Linked DNA regions of Pan troglodytes: region 1 is linked to region 2. The links are chromatin contacts, called in public Hi-C maps. All regions are on one chromosome and are shown on one strand. Each heading gives the region's core, a stretch centred on a gene start, on an enhancer-like site or on the middle of the called end of the contact. The rest is flanking DNA. Distances are from core to core; before and after follow the strand shown.

The links. A called contact is a pair of places that touch in the nucleus more often than the background predicts.
Region 1: a contact with region 2 is called in a Hi-C map of induced pluripotent stem cells, with 1.5 times the contacts expected there. The contact joins the enhancer-like site here to the promoter of SEMA3D in region 2. A contact is called at or near these places in 1 of 7 Hi-C or Micro-C datasets (induced pluripotent stem cells) and 1 of 1 datasets of contacts at active chromatin or transcription factors (stem cell-derived excitatory neurons).

What each region holds. Positions count from the first base shown.
Region 1 is chr6:95,096,568-95,100,255 of NHGRI_mPanTro3-v2.0_pri, reverse strand. The region is part of intron 5 of LOC134810549 (a long non-coding RNA gene); the gene reads left to right. Among named protein-coding and RNA genes, the nearest start is that of SEMA3D, 560 kb to the right of the region's middle. Within about 2 kb of position 1,440, at least 2 of the 24 cell types and tissues checked have an H3K27ac peak or open chromatin away from gene starts, as enhancers often do. A contact at or near this core is called in induced pluripotent stem cells, where this site is marked.
Region 2 is chr6:94,537,801-94,541,556 of NHGRI_mPanTro3-v2.0_pri, reverse strand. SEMA3D (semaphorin 3D) reads left to right here and starts at 1,932. Exons shown (of 18, transcript XM_016957662.4): 1 at 1,932-2,310.

The DNA of each region.
Region 1 (3,688 bases), core at 191-2,690, 560 kb before region 2:
TGTGTCTAGGGGATGGCCGTCTTATATAGTATCTCACAGGAGGTTTCTACTGTTGTACCTGAGTGAGTATTTGCTGAATTTGAATGTTCTCTGGTGAGGTTGGGAAATTTTCATAGACTATGTCCTCAAATATGTTTTCCAAGTTTCTTGCTTTATCTGTTTCCTTTCAGGGACAACAATGAATTGCAGATTTGGACTCTTTACATAATCCCATATTTCTTAGAGGTTTTGTTCATTTTTTAAATTTTATTTTTATCTGACTGAGTTATTTAAGAGAACCAGTCTTAGAGTTCTGAGATTCTTTTCTCAACTTGGTTGATTCTGCTGTTAATACTTGAGATTATATATAAAATTTCTGAAGTGATATTCTCAGCTCTATTAGATCAATTTGGCTTTCTTTAAAATAGCCATTTCATCTTGCATCGCCTGTATTGTTTTGTTGTATTCCTTAGAATCATTGGACTGGGCTTTGACTTTCTCCCAAATCTCAATGATCTTTCTTCCTATCTATATGATGAATTCTACATCTGTCATTTTAGCCATTTCAGTCTGGTGCCATTGCTAGGGAACTAGTGCAGTGTTTGGGAAGTAAGAAGACACTCTGGATTTTTGAATTGCCAGAGTTCTTGTGCTGGTTCTTTCTTATTTGTGGGGATGTTGTTCCTTTAATCTTTGAAGTTGAGGTCCATTGCACAGGAGTTTCTGTCTTTACCTTTTTTGATGTGCTTGGAAGTTTGATTGTGGGTTTAATTGACTGGCTTGTTCTGTCTATTGGTTTTGTTTCTGTAAGATTTCAGGTGGTCAAAGCTCACCTCAGCACTCCTAGGCTGCATATTCTAACTTACGGGGTTGATAACAGGTGCCTGGCTTTGTTCTTTGGTTCTTTGGGGTTAGGAATCTGCTAGGCTGAAGGGGCCAAGGTGTTTCCAGTGTGCTGGCCTCAATATTCTATTGGAAGTTGCCCGCCAGAGCGCTTTGTAGGGACGTGGCAGTGGGATCCGTGGTCACTCGCGCCGTGTCAGCAACTGCAGCAGCGGTGTGAGGTGCATGTGCGTTGGTTAGGGTAGGGGTCTGTCAGGAACCTTTGCCTTAGTTTTAATAGGCACTATAAGGGAGCAAAATATTTTGGCGTTGTATTTTGGGCTGCAATCCAGCAGGTGGCGCTTAAGACTGTTAGCAGAGAGGTTCTTAGTACACTGTATGACTCTTGTGTTTTGGTGCGGTTAGCAGTAGTGGTATGTTGTGAGGAGGGAGAGAGGTGACCCCCTCACCTGGTCTACTCCTGGGCCTTGTAGGTGCCCCCTCCGATTATAGGCACCGTGCTTGCATTTTTTTTTGTTGGGCATTCTGGTCCACAAGGCTCCCTCAGGCAGGGGCCACATTTGGCAGGCAGGTTGTATCCTTGTCAGGTGGGCCCTGTAGAGGGAGGCACACCTCGTTCCTCCACCAACCACCCTAGGAACCCAGGTGTCACATTTCACAGTGATCTGAGAATGAGGGCTCCCACCTGCTTTAGCACTGCCCACGCCCTCAAATCCTGCTCAGTTAGGAGCTGCCTGGGTGGGTGGATTCACCTGTTCTGCTATGTAGATGCTTCCTGGGGGGAAAAGGTGTTGTGCCTTCCTGCAGAGTTCAGGCAGAAGTGGAACCACTGAGCTAAAACCTTTAGCAGGTGTGGCCGGCCTGAATACAGAGATGGGGGTGGTTTGAGTAAAACCACCACCACTCCCTGCCCTCGCCCACGCCATCCAGGTGTTTCCAGGGACAACAGGAGGCTTTGCCCACCGGTTGAGTTCAGACAGAGGCAAAACCACTGGGCTGGAAACTCTGGCAAGCGTTCACAGCCTGACTACCAGCGACGTGAGTGGGCCCCCCCTCCCTGCCGTCTGGGGCTTCTCAGGACAACAGGAGGTTGCATGTGTTGATTGAGTTCAGGCAGAAGTGAGATGGCTGATGCTGGAAGCTCTAGTAGGCATTGGCCGCCTGGTTACCAGCAGTGGGAGCGGGCGGAGTCACCCTCCCTGTTGTCCAAGTGCTTCCTAGACAACAGGAGGCTGCACCCCCTGACTGAGTTCAGGCAGGAGCTGAACCACTGGAGTGGAAGCTCCAGCAGTGGTGGAGGTGAGTGGGGTCATCCACCCTTCCCTTTGGGTGTTTCTTGGGACAGCAGGAGGCTGTGCCTTGCTGTCCTTTTGAGCTAGAAGCTCCATCAGGCATTGCCCACCTAACAATGGTGGGGGTAGGTGGGGTTGCCTGCTCTGCCATCAGGGCATTCTGGGCAACAAGAGGCAGTGGGTGTAGCCGAGTTTGGATAGAAGTGGGATGGCTTGGCCAGAAGCTCGACAGATCTTTGTCTGGCAAGGGCAGGGCAGTTAGAGGAATCTTCCTGCTCCCAGGCACCCTGACTGCAGCCTCTACTGGGGCTATGGTGCTGGCGAAGGTCTATTTCCAGGTCCAGGGATTGTAGAGGTCGAGAATTTGGAGCTATCTCTGCAAAGTCTCTGGGTGACTCTCTGCCTCAGTTTAGAAGCACTGTCCCTGTGTAGAGCATGAATCCCTCTGAGGCCCTCAGTCACTCCCTCATGCTTTCCTACCTTGTGGAGCTTCTCCTGGATCCACATTGATTCCAGATTGGCTGCTGCCCAGCTTTGCTCCTCTTTGCTCTCTGTGTTCACTCGCTGCTGTGATAGTTTCCGATGTGGTTTGATTATCAGCTTATAGAGTCAGTGTTCAATAGCCCTTTTGATTTCTCTCCATGACAGCAGCACAGGTAATCTGCTTTAAGTCTGCCATCTTGACCCCTCACCTCTTTCTATGATTTGTTTTATTAGTGTTTTATAGTTCTTTTTGTTGAGATCTTTCACTTCCTTGTTTAAGTATATTCCTAGGTATTTTATTGATTTTGTAACTGTTGAACCGTAAATGGGATTGAGTTCTTGATTTGATTCTCAGCTTGGTCATTGGTGTGTAGCAGTACTACTGATTTGTGTACATTAATTTTGTAATCTGAGACTTTACTGAATTCGTTTATCAAATCTAGAAGTCTTTTACTACCTTGAATGGAAGTGTTGAAAGTGGACATCTTTGTCTTGTTCCAGTTCTGAGAGCGGAATGTTTTCTACTTTTCCTCATTCAGCATGATATTGGCTGTGGGTTTATATGGCTTTTATTATTTTGGGATATGTTCCTTTATGCCTAGTTTGTTTAGGGTTTTTATTACAAAGAGATGGTAGATTTTATCAAATGTTTTTCTGCATCTATTGAGATGATCATTTGGTTTTTGTTTTCATTCCATTTATGTGGTGAATCACATTTACTGCCTAGCATATATTGAACCACCCCTGCATCCCTGAGATGAAAACTACTTAATCATGGTGAATTATCTTTTTGATGTGCTTTTGGATTCAGTTTGCTAATATTTTGTTGAGGATTTTTACATCTGTGTTAATTGGGAATATTAATCTGTAGTTTTCTCTTTTTTTTTTCTTGTTATGTCCTTTCCTGGCTTTAATATTATGATGATACTGTTTTTGTAGAATGAGTTAGGGAGGATTCCCTTCCTCTTAATTTTTTGGACTAGTTTTAATAAGGTTGGTACAAGTTCTTCTTTGGATGTCTGGTGTAATTCAGCTGTAAATCTATCTGGTCATGGACTTTTGTTGTTGTTGGAAGATATATTTTTATTATT
Region 2 (3,756 bases), core at 683-3,182:
CAATACAATGTCATAGGCATTGTATTAGAGGCTGAAGAAACAAAGACACAAAACAGCCAACACTTTTGTATGGGATGCAGACACATGCATAACTAATTATAATATAAAATGAAAAGAACTTATTATAGTAGTGAAATCAAAGTGCTTTGGGAAAACAGGAGGGAGTGATTAATTCTGTAAGGGCTTTATGGAAAGTATTGAATGGTAGCAAAGGAAGGTGTCATTTGGTTTAAGCGTATTAAGCTACAACTTAGAAAGGAGGAAAATGGGAAATCCAAAGCTAACCACAATTCTAGTTAAACACAAAATTCTGGCCAATAAACTGACAAAATTATTTAAAAGTTTAAAAATAGAGATTTTCTAAAAATCAAAAACTACTATAAACCCACCATATACGGGAGAAAAAAAGAGATATTTTATTTGCACAATGACATTGCAATTTGCATGGAAGTGCAATGACATATACAAATGAAAATAATATAAACACATAGAAACATACAATAAACAATTGCATGACTATGTACAGAATGAGTGGTATAACATTAAATATAAAGCATTCAGAAAAAAATAAAAGTTGCTATAGTTTGAAATAGTCTACGAGGATTTAAAATTTTTTTCTCTATCCAAAGAGGGTTTTTGTGGGGTTGATTGGTTGTGAGTCCAAACCAAGGTTATAGAGATGGGGCAGCATGAGACACAAGAAAGAGCCTTGATCAGATTTGGGAAACCTGAGCCTTTCCTTAGCCTGACTCTGCCATCAACCATCTATAACTTAAAATGACTCCTTTAGCTTCTGTGGCCCTCAGCCCTCTGCCACAGATAAAAGGTCAAATGAAGAATGTCTTCCACCCCTTTCAGTTATTCCATTACTGCATTTGTCTGTTCACCATCTCCAAATCAAGATATCTCTTGTTACTTGCTAAGGAAGCTTTGGGACCCTACACCTTGTGCTCTTAAATCAAGCTGACAAATGCAGGATCCCGTGGCTGCTTTCTTTCCATGTCTCTACCTCATGTCAGATTTATGTTTGGGACTAAGGGCAAGGTGTGTGACTATAAACCTGGATTTCCCATCACAAAGGATTTACCATGCAGCTAAAAATGCCTAACTTACAGGGCTCACCAAATGCACAGGCCTTTTTAATGTCCCTGACGGTGGCCTCATGAACTCTCATTGTCATATATTTTTGCAGAATCTGTAGAAGTGAGATATTTCTGCATTACTTTTGCTTAAAGAGGATCCTCTATTCCAATTGCATAGGTTCCAGGTTCATCAAAACTTAGATCTTCTCGTCATTATATACTTCTAAGTTCCTACTGTGTGAATAAGGGGTGCAAAAATCTAAAAAACTCCCGAAGACAAGAATATGAGGCACACCTCTTTGTAGGTCTGGCGTAAGGGAAAGAGGAAGAAAGGATTACATTCTACTCGTTTTTATCTCTCCCTGTTTGGTCTTTATCGGGTGCCAGCCCCTTAACGGAGGGTTGATCCCTGTTCCTCATCCCTATGCCTGCCTTGTCAAGGCCATTAACCGTGGATTGAGGTTTTACATAGTGGAACGCAGGTACTGTTTTGTGGGATTAGCATTTTTAGGACGGTGTTTGTGGTCACTCTCCCTGTTTCTTCCTCATGGGGTCCCTTAACAGGTTTTATGGTATAGGGAAGGAACTAAAGAAGTCCCCAAGTCACCCAGAAGGAAGATCAGACGTTAGAGGTTGCTTTACACATAGGGTGCCCTGTCCTGATAAACATCCGTCAGCGCTTGGCCAGGGCTACCTCTAAATCCATGCTGCTGGCAGCCTCGGCGCAGCAGGGATGAACTTCTGCACGCTTGGGAGTTCTGGCGTGCGCAGTGGAAGGAGGGGGCGAGGGCTGGGGGAGGAGATCGGAAGGGGAAAGGTAATCCCCGGCGTTTTCAGCATCCTCTTTTTAGAAAGACTGAGTCTCTCCCAGGACAGCTGCTGCGGTCACACCACAAACTTAAAAGCCGCCCTCCTGTTTGGAGCGTGCCTTTCCTCGCCACCCTCTCCTCCCCAAAGCTCCAGCTGGTGCCTTGCTCTCCGCCTGTCCTAGCGCGGCGCTCGGGGGAGGCAGCAGCGCCCCCTGCCTCCCGGCCTGGCCCCTGCGGCCGCAGCTTCCCGGCTCTGCCAGGGCTGCCGGCGGCTCCGCTTGCTCAGCCAGGGCTGCGGCTCAGAGGAACGCGCGCCGGTGCCCCGGGTTGCCGCGCCGCTGGACCTCAGCCTGCATCCCGTTCCCCTCTCCCTGAAAAGGCACCAGGAAAAGAGAGAGGGAGAGAAGAGTTCACAGCAGGTAAGTCTGGTTTGGGTCACCTGCTACTCCAGTGGGAGGGTGTGCTGGAGACCGCGGTGCTAAGCGGGGATAGCCGGGATTTGGGGGTGGCTGTGGGTCCGAAGTGGAGGACGAGCATGGTCTGGGAGATAAGGAACCGTCCTGAGACAGAGAAGGCTCCCGGGAGCGGACAGAGAGTGGGCGAAATCGGTGCGCAGTAATCGCGGCGCCAGCTTCAGCGCGGCCCCTGGGGCGCAGTCCCACCCCGCCTCAGCAGCTGCGGAGCCTTCTGACGAGCCTCCGCCTGGCAGCACTGCACAAAGTTTTCCTCCTGAGACGCGTCCAGGAACTTTGCTCTCTCCCTGGCTTCCTCGTTCCCCCATCACCCCTCCTGGTCTGGGCAGCAGAGAGCGTCTATGAATGTGTCCCCGGCTTCCGCAGGCTGCAGGTTCATTTGGAGACGCTTTGGTCGGGAACATCCGGGGAGGACTTGACCAAAGGGCATCTGCGCCCTCGCTCGCTCCTTTCCTTGTTGGTCTGGGAGAAGGGAAAGGGGCAAGGAAGAAGGAAGGGAAGCGTGGTGGTTTTTGTTGTAGCGTTTTGGAAGAGGAATGGGCGACGCCTTTTTCCTCGCCGGGGAATCGCGACGTTCCGTCTGATGGAAGTGTGCATCCTTTTAGATTTAGAGGGAAAGTTGGAGTCAAACAGCAGCCACAAAGCTGGCTGTCTGAAATGTGGTTAAGGCAAAACACTCGGGGGATCTCTTTGTAGTAGTGGGCTTGGCTCGCTTTGGAAAGGCCGGATTTGACTCGTGCTGGGCATTTAACCAGGAGTGCGGTCCCCAGGGTGTTTCCTCCCGGCTTCTGCCCAACAAGCCCGGAGTTAATGCGTTAATGGGCTACCCTGGTAGCGCACGGGCCGTTTTCGGCACTGTTTCTCCTTCTCTAATGACTCGAGTTCAACCTCCTGGGCTGAGTTGCTTTGCCTCCGTCACAGTGCAAGGAGGGAAGTTGACAGGAGGAGGAGACGCCGCGCTGTGGCAGGGCGCTTTGGGATCCAGGGGACTGGAAGAGAGCCGCGCGCCAGCAGCTGGGGCCGCTGGTGTCCGGGATTCCGAGTTACGGGGACAGGAGTTAAATAGCCGAACTTTCAGCGATTTCGCCTTGAGCGAAGCGGTAATAAAAGGCAAGCTTCTGTGCGTGGACTCTTATTTCATCACCAAAACCCCACCACTTTCCGTTTAGCTTAGTGCTATTTGCACAAGCAAAAGAAGAGGGGAGAAGACATAAACTTTCCGGTTTAGCCTAAAAAGGGTTCTCCTGCATGTGTGCGCTAGCGGGGGATGGCGGGGTGGGGGCGCGCAGAGACGAGGGGGAGGATTTCCTAACAGAGAGGGAAGGGTTGAGGCGGAGGTAGAGGAGAGGTCTGAGACATCTCCTGGGTCTGGTGCTGCTGCTATTGTGTAAC